Regions from separate parts of the Mus musculus genome. Here region 1 is linked to region 2. A link is a contact called in public Hi-C data. All regions are on one chromosome and are shown on one strand. The core of a region is the stretch at or near the end of the contact, and the rest is flanking DNA. Distances in the headings are between cores, read along the strand shown. Region 1 holds the start of Cdk14 (cyclin-dependent kinase 14). Region 2 overlaps Cdk14 (cyclin-dependent kinase 14).

Region 1 (5,187 bases), core at 131-2,630, 60 kb before region 2:
ACCCAACATCCCTGCGTTTAAACTCTCTTGACTTTGCTATGGATTCCTGGCTCTCTCCTGTTAGGGGCTTGGCTTGACTAGCTAGCAGCTTTTTATCAGTGGCAATCTACCAAAACCCTGTAATGTGCTCAGCACAGGGCAGAACAAATCAGTGTTCTACCTCACAATTTAAGGAAGGCAGGGGGCTAGTTTTTGTTTTAAGATAAACATCTTTCGACAAAACACAAACTCCCCAAAACTTCCTTTAAACTAAACAGCATTGTCACACCCACAAAAGCTCCTATTACTTACCCAGCCAGATGACTCAAGATCACTAACGTTTCTTTCATAAGGACTTTGCTGGCCCATAATCAGTACACCAGGCCAACCCCCATCTTCCTTCACCCTCCCCTGGGAGACTGACGTTTGGAGCACCTCATTTATTAGAAAAAAAAAAAGACTGTTTTCTGCCGGAACTGTTTGTCCCGGGGCTTTTTAAAAAAGCCACTCTTAAGATCCTTTTCAAGTTCATTCACTGAAGTGGGGAAAGGAGGTGACAATAGGTTGTAAGTTTACCGATGACCAGAGTATCCTGCTGAGGAGTCACCCACAGTGACATTCCTGTCACCCAGAGACAGGGCTGAGGCAAAACGCAGGTGCCCTGACTTCTAGAAGTTCCGGGGTGGGGAGCATTTTCAGCTTTTGCACTGTACCCCAATAAAATGGGGCCTCTCCTGCCCTTTGGAGCACCCACTTTCCCTGCAAATTAAAACCAACCACCCCACGCCATAAAGTCTATCCTAAACCCGAATGCGTCCCCAAGGTCTTCGAGCACCTCGTCGGACACTCCCCAACATTTCCGGGTCGTGGGCCAACACGGACCGCACCGGGTGGACTGGCCCGCCTGCGGGCTGCGGTCCCGGAGCGCGCGGAAGGAGCGCGGCCGCGGCGGGCGGAGCGCGGGCGGCCGGGAGGGGGCGCCGCCCGGGCGCGGCGGGTCCGGGAGGGCGGCGGAGGCCTGGGAGTCGGAGTCGGATTCGGAGCCGGAGCGCGGCGCGGGGTCGCGCGGGGGTCCCGGGCGCCAGGCCTCCGGCGAGGGCAGTCGCAGGTCTCCGTGCAGCGCCGCCCCTCGGGCTGGGGAACTTGTCCCGCTCGCCCGGTCCGCAGCCGCCTGCGCCTCCTCGTCCGCGGACCCCCATCTCCGGCCGCGGCCGCGCGGCTCTTGCTTACAAAGGAGGGAAAATGCGGCGGGCGGCCGCGCAGCGCGGGGGCCCCCGGGCGGCGGGGATGGCGGCAGCCCCCGGCACCACGTAAGACGCCCCCGCGCGCCCAGCCTCGGCCCAGGCCCGAGCCCCGCAGCCTGGCGAGCGCTGCGCGTCGCCCGCGGCCCGCGAGGAGGCGGAGGCGGAGGAGCAGGACGAGGCGCCGCCTTCCCCGCGCCGCGCGCCCTCGCCCGCCGTTGTCTGCGCTGCGCTGCGCTGCGCTGGACCAGTTTCGCGAAGTTGCCGGGGCCCTACGCCGCCCAGATGTGCGACCTCATTGAACCGCAGCCGGCCGAGAAGATCGGCAAGATGAAGAAGTTGAGGAGAACTTTGTCCGAGAGTTTCAGCCGCATCGGTGAGTGTAGTCGACTGTCCCCAGTGTCCTGCGGGCGATCCCGGGGCTCGCTCCCTCAGTCCCCGCGCCCACTCCGTGCTCCGGGCACCAACCAGGCGGCTGCCACCTCGGGGTGAGCTGCGAACCAGGGATGAAGGAGAGGACTCCAGGCTAGGGCAGGGACCAGCTGGAGGGCCATCCCTCTGCCCCCAGGACCTGGGCTTCGTTCGTGGACTGTCTTAAGCCTCCAATTTGAGTTCCTCCTCCCCGCCAATAGTATCTTTGGCGCCCGCAGTGAACCGGAGAGGGAACACCCGGTCCCCACCGCCATCGGGTTTCTGTGGCCACCTAGGTTACTTAAAGCGAGTTGGTTTTAAGTGCTTAGCCAATAATTTAGCTTTGGGAATTGTTGAAACGTTGACATGTGCCTGATGTTGTTTAATGTACTCAACCTAGAGGAAGTGGGACAGATACCTTGGGACCTTTTGTTCCGTACTCCGGGTCCTATAATTGGAGGTTTGGGTGTTCGGTTTGTAGGTCTTGAAACCTTCCAGCTGCTGTGGTGAAGGGTGAGCTGTGAAGTTGTGGAGACATTTATGAATATGTCTCCTGAACTTGCTCCATTAGTGCAGTCCAGAGGCTATTGTCTTCTTTAAAAAAAAAATCAACCAACTTAACAGAGCATAAACACACAGCATTAACAAAACAAAACAAAACAAAACGCTCAAGGAATGTTTAGGATACTTAATGAATACATGCTATAGGCTGCAGCAAGATGACAGCTGTGTCCGGTGGAATGGGTTTGTTGAATCTTGAGTGTTGGTGGCAGAAAGTGCCTGTAAACCTGGAGGCATAGCTGCTACCTAAACTTTGGTCCTTAACTTTCTTTGATACAGGTAACTGTGCAAAGCAAGGGAATCCTATAAGCCCCAAGCCAACACATGGGAGTGTCCCAGCATACCTTCTGGCCTTTGGCTCACCTGTTATGTTAGTGAAAGTTAATTAATTAATCATAAGCTAATTCCTTAAAGCCCTGATGTGCCAGTGAGTGTCTGCAGTCTGAAGACAGTTTGCATGTATGGACAATGAACTATGAAAACATGGATAAATATTTAGTCAAGCTTATTATTATTATTATTATTATTATTATTATTATCAATTTTGTTTGACACTTTGCTTTTCCTGAGAACACTGTAAATCATGTGCAGAAGTCATATTAGTCGTGCCTTTACTTATTACATGCGTTGAATGTACACAGACTCATTTTTCTGAGTTAGGCCTGTGAGTGTGGAGTCCTACATTCAAGTGAAGTTTGAAGCCAAGAGGAGTGTGAGAGTGAGGTGTGGAGTCTGTGCATTATTAACAAGGATGTTTCAGGGCTGGACCCAAAACACCACCCAGGCGGGTTCTGGAGTCCATTAGGGCCTGTTCTAAAGCACATTAGCTAGATAGTTACTAATGCTAATGATTCCGTTGGAGCCCCTCCAGTTTTGTGTTAAATAATTCATTGCAGTTGAGTCTCAGTAAGAAACCAAGGGTAATAATATAAAAATCCTGTATGTTTAAATAATTTTAGGGTTTGATGGCCAATCAGTACTGTTTGGATTAACTGCAGTGTTGGCAGTAGATATTATAGTTAATTGGGCTTCCTGGATTCCTCGGCTTTAGTCGTGTGAGAGCTCCCTTCTGAGTCTAACGCTCCTCACCAATGCCTGGTATGATTATGTGGCCTTTATGTCCATTCTCTAGGAAACAGTACAGCTCAGTAAAGAAAGCTGATAATGTCTTTATTGAAAGAGGACTCAGAAGAGCAGATCTTACTGTGGTACATTGTGAAAGAAATTATTGACATTTTTAAGTGATTTTTGTTGTGTATGCACCAAACCCAGGATATTTATTAGAAAGAGCACTACTGAAAAAGTCATCTTCTATGTTTTCCCTCACACTCAGAGGCAGTGAACTCAGTTTGCTGACTGAAGGATGTTTTTGAGGACCGAGAGACAATGCAATGAGATTTTTCTATGGGTTCATATAGTTTATAAGCAAGGGATGTGGTCTGTGGGTTTTTTCCCCACTTGGTGAAATGATGACGCAGTGTCTTGTGTGGCATGCAATGAGGACTCAATAAATGTTTGCAACGTGTTGTCATTATTAGGGATCAGATCATACTGACATGATAGTGTTATAGGTAGAAAGGAAGAAGAGGAGAAGTGGCTACAGATTTGTAGTATAACATCCTAAAAACATGGTAAGCGTTGGAGTTGGACAGTTGTGAGCCTGGCCCTCTCTTTTCCTTGGCAACCAGTAATTCACTTAAATTCCTGCATCCTCACCTGCATAGAGTTGTATAATTGTGGAGATCAAATGAGACAGAATAACACTATCTGATACATCATCTATAACATGGTGAGGATCAGTTCCGATTTCTGTTTGTCCCTTCTTACCTACTTTTCTTCATTGAGTGGTCAAAGGATAAACAAACGACCCAACATCACCATGTATTCCATGACCCAGTCTAAGAGAGCCTTTGAAATATACATATTGGCTTTATTTCCTTTTCTTAGTCCTTTTTAGGTATAGTTTGTTATATGGTGAAATATCCATATCATTGTTCAGCCATAAGAAATCGCTAACCATTTGCCTAGAAAACGATGACAGTGCATGCATGCATGTGGTCTGCAGTCAGTGATTGTTTTTAATAGTGATTCTGACTACAAAAGAAGTAGGATTGTTTAATTTGTCATACATCATAGACCATGCTGACTTTGTCACCGTCAACCCCAAACAGAACTGACCCGAGATTGCTACATAAGGTCAAATGAGACACATTAGGTTTCAAGCCACAGGGTTCTGATTTATGACATCTGCCAGGTAGTGACTACAATAGAGCTATGGCTCTTTTATAAGATGAGCATAATTAAATTCTAAAGTCAAGCATCCATTTCCACAGTGACTATTTCTGGTTTCCTGCGCAATAGCTCAGTGTGGTCACCTATTTAGGATGGTGGTCTTGTTTTTTTTTTTTAGCAGGATTCCTCCCCTTCCTGACTTAGAACTTGTAGGCTAGCTAAGGTAAGCTGGAACTTAATTGTAGTTAGTAGCTGAAATGAGCCCATCCATTCCTGGCGCCGGTTCCTTTTTTGACTTCACAGGCAGGCTAATGCAGATGCCGACCCTCCTTCTCACCTGGTGGGATTCTTTCCCCGGGAAAGGATGCGCATGCTTGCTATTAGAGAGGAGCCCATGTATGCGCTTGTTTAGAGGATGTGGGTGGAAGGAGGAAGCTGAGATTAGGGGGAATGCTTGTGGGTTTCTTGCCCTCTGCCTGTCGCTGTGTAGCTCTACATTGTCATTGACCAGCCATTCCATGAAGAATGGTAGATAGATGTAAAGTGCTCAGGTTTACGGTTTCACTGTTGTGCCAGATTCTTCCCCAAAGCAGCTATAAATGGTTTTAATTTGGGCTCAGTGAGGAGAGCTTGCCCAGTATGTGTGAGGCCCTGAACTCTGGGCCTAGCAAGAGGGAGGGGCAAGGGGAGGGTGCAGAAGACGGAGTGGATATTATAGTAATGGGACTTATGTTTATGGTTGTTACATAAAAATATATATGGT
Region 2 (5,019 bases), core at 1,690-4,189:
TTCAGCTCCTGTTTGCTCCTAGCTTCTGTAGGAGTTCTCAGGCACCAGTCATGCCTTGACCTCTTCCCAAGGTGGGAAAAGAAATCAGTTCCACTCTGAGCACCTGGCACGTCTTCCTTTGTGTTTCTTGGGCCTGGCAGCTGCTTCTCTCTAGCTCGTATCTGATTATCAGTGCCTCGTTTTCACATTTCGGTTCCTGTACTCGTGTGTCCAATATCTTATATTCAATCCCTACATTTAAAATGCCTGTTGTGTGTGGTTTCTGCTTCCCCACACACCGATGCAGGTATTCGGGTTTCTAGACACCTCATCCCTGACCGTTGCAGGGCGTGATTGCAGTCTGATTTTCTGTGTATGTGTGAGTCTTTGGCATGAAAGTTACATCGAGAAGGCACTCTTTCAAATTCACTCCTTTGTCTATATGTTGAGTGTCTAAATTTCAGTGCTTCTGAATCTCTGCCCTCATTTTATGAAGCGGGTCTCCCGCAGGATGTCTCCAGCCTCCTCCTTCTAATAGGTCCAGAAATACAGGTATTCTGTGATGCTAGGTAGTCTTGTGAAATGATTTGAACCTGGGAGCTTAAAGAAGAAGTCCGCTCCCATCACCGTGGGCATGGGAGGTAAGTTCGTGTTGCCACCCAGCTCTGGCTGCCTGAGGGCCTGCTGCTGGGGCATCTTCCATCTGCTGCACAGTGGCCTCCAGTGCACCAGGGGGCGCCTCCAGGCCGAGACTCATTTCCTCTCATTTTCTTTCATTTTCCCCGAGACACTTATCCCTGCCTCGCCATCTGCTTTATTTCCCGTTTCTGTTTGCAAACCCTAATTCCCTCTTTTTCTTCTTGTCCCCAGTTGGAATGATTGATAGCTTGTGTATATTAACATTTGAAGCACTTGCTGAGAAGGTCTATCTGCTGAGTGACTTGTACTGTACATAAGGATAATGGCACACGAGGAAGCATAGTTATATGAACTGAAGAATCAGAGGAGAGCATTAAGGACCCAAATAACCAGGCAGCAATGCCATTAGCGCTACCTCTGTTCTTCAGGGCAGTGGACTGACTCAGCCTTTCTATGTCTACCAGAGGGCCTGCGCACGTCTTTACTGCACACTTACCCTTTTGCAGTTTGTAAAACTCTATTTTGGGGAGGTGCATTTGGAACATGGCAGTGGAGAAGAAAGGCCCAGCTCTTGTCTGTCCAGAACCCCCTTACTGTGTGTCCGGGGAGAGCAGCAGCAGTATTAACAGTGAGAAGGGGTGAAAGCAAGTGAGTCCTGGTGCGGTAGATACTGTGCTTAGATACGTGCAGGGGGACAAGGGTGCTCCCTAGACACAGGCTTTGAACATCTTTTCCTCTTATTTAATATTTGTATCTCCAGTTAGTAGTGTTTTACAAGTGATGAATCTGAGGCTAAAATGTCAACTCATTTGCTCAAAGACATACATTGGTAGAGTGACAGAAATTAGGATTTTGACTGATCTCAAAATAGTGAAGATGCCTCTTATCTGGGGCTGCATTGTTTCTGTGAGTGTCGTGAGATGGTCTGATGTCTTCTCCATGCTGCTCTTAGCTCTGAATTGACCCACCCCTCAAATCTACAAATCTGCAAACAGTTGGGATGAATGAAAGGGCCAGTCCTGCTGACCCAAACCTGCAGGAGCCGCAGGAGACAGGGCAACAACAGGATAAGCAGGAGTCCTAATGAAGATCCTCTAGTAATGGTGTCAAGTCATGGAAGCAGAGATCTCGAACCAGACCGATGCCTCACTGCAATGGACATTTGCAAGTAGAGATGTGTGGACAGAGGACAGACTGTGGGACACACTGTGGATTTCACCAAGAAACACCTGTACCTAATATCCTGCAGCCGGATTTGAGCAGTGAGAAGAATTTAGGAGCTCAGAGGCAAGTGCAGGACACTGGATGTTTATTTCTTCTGCTCCTCTTTGTCAGTTCCTACCTGTTTCTCTATAGCTTTCCCTGTGTCTCTCTGCGGCCCGCCCTCCCTTCTCTCAGTACTTGCTCCTTGCCTGAACTTCAGCAATTCTCTCACTCTTTGACCCTCTCAGAACCATTTGCTAGTGATAACCTTGTCTGCCTATGTTTTCTTTCATTACTTTACTTTTTTCTTTTCTTCTTAACCGTTTTATTGATTCTTTGTGAGTTTCACAGCATGTACTTCAGTCCACTCATCTGCCTGAGGAAAGAAGAATTTTGGGGGCAAACTACTGATTTTCAGATGAGTAATACAATTTCTAATCCTGTAAATGGAATTTGTTGATCTGGTCAAAGCCATCGGCAAATGCTGACCTCTTACATTATTAATCACATATTTGTGTGTAAGCTGAGAATTAGAGGTGAGATGCTTGCTGATTATCTGATATAAATCAGTGTAAATACTTACCTACTTCATAACCTTACATGAGTGATGCATTTCAGAGTGAAAGCTCTATACACATTTCACATGCAGATCTGGAGTGTGACCACATCTTTGGGATGCTAATATGGCTCCTGCTTGCTGTGGAGTAGGCAAAAGGGCATTCATTCTTCATGGTTTCCTGTGGCCATTAGTAATTCTGCCAGGGGGTTGGACATCCTGGGACTTTGCCAGCCTTTCTTCAGAGAGATTGACTCATGTTGAAAGATCTTGGAGTTCCTGTGGTCTGTTAGTTCTTCTGGTTTGTTGCTTGTGGTGTGAGCCAGCACACATACATTCCCAGCTGAAAATCTAACTTGCAGGGGCTTAATTCTAGTGAAGTTACCTCAGCTCTTTTTTTTTGCATTTTAGAGAATAGCAAGCCCCTCATGCTGCTTGGGGGTCTTGCAAACATAGATTAGCCCATCTTTTTAGAACATTTACAGCTCTCAGGGGAAAGTGCTTTGCAACTTGGCAGGCATAATTACTAGTATACGACAGCTGGAATAAGGCAAACCAAATGTACCCTCTTGAAAACCAAACGCTAACCCCTTTCTTCTGGGGCCTCCTTTGCTTCCTTCAGAGGGCTTGACTGTGAAAGCTTTGGAGCTGCAATGGGGGAGTTTTAAAATTATTATCCAATGTTCCACCATAAGTCTGACCTTAATATTTTGGCATCTGAAGCTCAGTATGTCATACACAGTGGTCTAGGATCTTGCTGGACGAAGCCAACAAGTGCTTTCATTTTAGTTTGTGGGGGCTTGGAGCCTCTTGAGCTGGCCCCGCCCTGTTCCCAGGAACACTCGGTGAGCACTGCTGTCTGTGTGACTGAGAGAAAGTGAGAGCGAGGAACAACTTTCTACTTCCTTGTTCTTACTCCAAGTCACAAACAGGAAGTGTTTTTTATACTTATAACAAAACTAGCAATAATGAGGAAAATATTTTGTAGACAATTACTGGCAAAAATTGATAATTTTTTGTTGCTCTTGGATATTTAAGCCCCCTGTTGACATCAACCAGGTCACGCCACACAGAAAGTGGTATTTCAAAATGTTTTCTAAGAGATTTATTGATAAAGATTAGTGCCATAAACATTCGGTTGTTAGCGATGACTGCTCCTATGACAGTATCTCACTTCCTTAATGACTTCGTTTTGTGGAATGAAGAGACTATCATAGTTTTACATGCTGAGAGAGCTTACTCAGCACTCTGGATCATTAACTATGATCAGGACTTTGGTTGCAAGTTTATTTTTGTTTCTTGCTCAAAGAGGTGTGTGTGTGTGTGTGTGTGTGTTTGTTTTCAATGCAATTTGTTAATCCAATCTTTTCTTCATGTTTTTATTTTCTTATGCAACCCTGGGTAGAGAATGTTAGAAACTGAAGCTAGAATAAAGGCCTAAGGGCTGGTATGAACCCTGATAGTTAATCTGAATATCTTTACTTCTCTAGAGCCGTGGTGGCAGAGATGTCCTGGATCCCTGTCAATGACCATTTTATATTTTCTAGACCCGTGCTGTGTAATAGTGCCCCTTTTGTATAATTCTTACTGTCCACTCTGTAAAAGGTGGCTTTTGGGACTGAAGAACTGAACTGTTAACGTTAGTTCACTTAGGTAACCGCATGCTGCCAGTGGCTGCTTTAGGGAAGAGCACAGCTCTAGGGAGTCATTTGTTTTCCCAAGGCTTGCCTTAAGCTTTAACTAATGGCCTGCTGGACTTAGCGACTAAAGTACAAACGTTTAATTTCTGGCTGTTTTTAGTCAGGGTCTTCTGTATCTCCGACTGCCTTTGACTTCACTGTGTAGCTGAGGATGTCCTTGAATGTCTCCATCCTCCTGCCTTACCTCTCGGGTACTGGGATTACAGGTGTGAGCCATTGCATGGGGCTTAGCGTGAGAAGTTATTGTCTGGCCTTGTTACTCCATGCTAAGAATGTCGCTGAATATTTAAGTTTTACCACAAATGTGAACACTATGAGCTCTCTTTACACTGTAAGGGAGCCAGGGACCACAGAGCAAGAGTAGCTCCGCTAGGGCCATAGATCCAGCGGACGTCCGCTAGGGCTATAGATCCAGCGGATGGCTTTGGTCTTGTTTTGCTACAAAGTCTAGTTTTATTTTTCTCCAGGAACAGGATCCCTTGTGAGCCACTGTTTTTTTCTGCTTTTCTAATACTGTCTTAGGACAATATTGCAGCTTTTCAACATTTTCATCACCCTAAAATCAAACGCCGATCTGATTGCATTTCCCCTCTCTCCACTGACAACTACGTCCTTAATTTTTGTTTCTAAAGATTTCCTGGAATGACATCACAGTACTACCCTGGCTTCTCCAGGCTGGTGTAGCAAAATAACTGTATCCTGGTGTCTTACAGCAGCATTTACTAGTGAGGTTCTTTGTCTTTACAGTAACAGTTCTGAAGGCTGCAGGTCTGACATGGGGAACATCAGCCTAGTAAAGGTTCGGTGAGGGTGCTATTCTAGGTTGTAGAATGCTGGAATTTGTAGGGTGACCAGATGGAGTGAAGCTTTGCTCTTCTGTCCTCCTAGTAAAGGTGCTAACACCACCCTTATGATTAATTAATTTCTACCTTCATGATTTAA

Evidence for each region. Hi-C and Micro-C count contacts between places; a contact is called where the count stands out from the background.
Region 1: a Hi-C map of conventional type 1 dendritic cells shows a contact between it and region 2, with 2.2 times the contacts expected there. The contact joins the promoter of Cdk14 here to the enhancer-like site in region 2. A contact is called at or near these places in 14 of 484 Hi-C or Micro-C datasets (the C2C12 cell line, the MC38 cell line, the MC3T3-E1 cell line and 10 more), 4 of 115 datasets of contacts at active chromatin or transcription factors (bone marrow-derived macrophages, embryonic stem cells and pancreatic cancer cells) and 1 of 9 other capture datasets (adipose tissue).

What each region holds. Positions count from the first base shown.
Region 1 is chr5:5,376,444-5,381,630 of GRCm38.p6, reverse strand. Cdk14 (cyclin-dependent kinase 14) reads left to right here and starts at 1,380. Exons shown (of 15, transcript NM_011074.3): 1 at 1,380-1,596. The coding sequence starts at 1,506.
Region 2 is chr5:5,318,566-5,323,584 of GRCm38.p6, reverse strand. The region is part of intron 2 of Cdk14 (cyclin-dependent kinase 14); the gene reads left to right. Among named protein-coding and RNA genes, the nearest start is that of Gm30151, 50 kb to the left of the region's middle. Within about 2 kb of position 2,939, at least 123 of the 459 cell types and tissues checked have an H3K27ac peak or open chromatin away from gene starts, as enhancers often do. A contact at or near this core is called in the C2C12 cell line, the MC38 cell line, adipose tissue and 10 more, where this site is marked.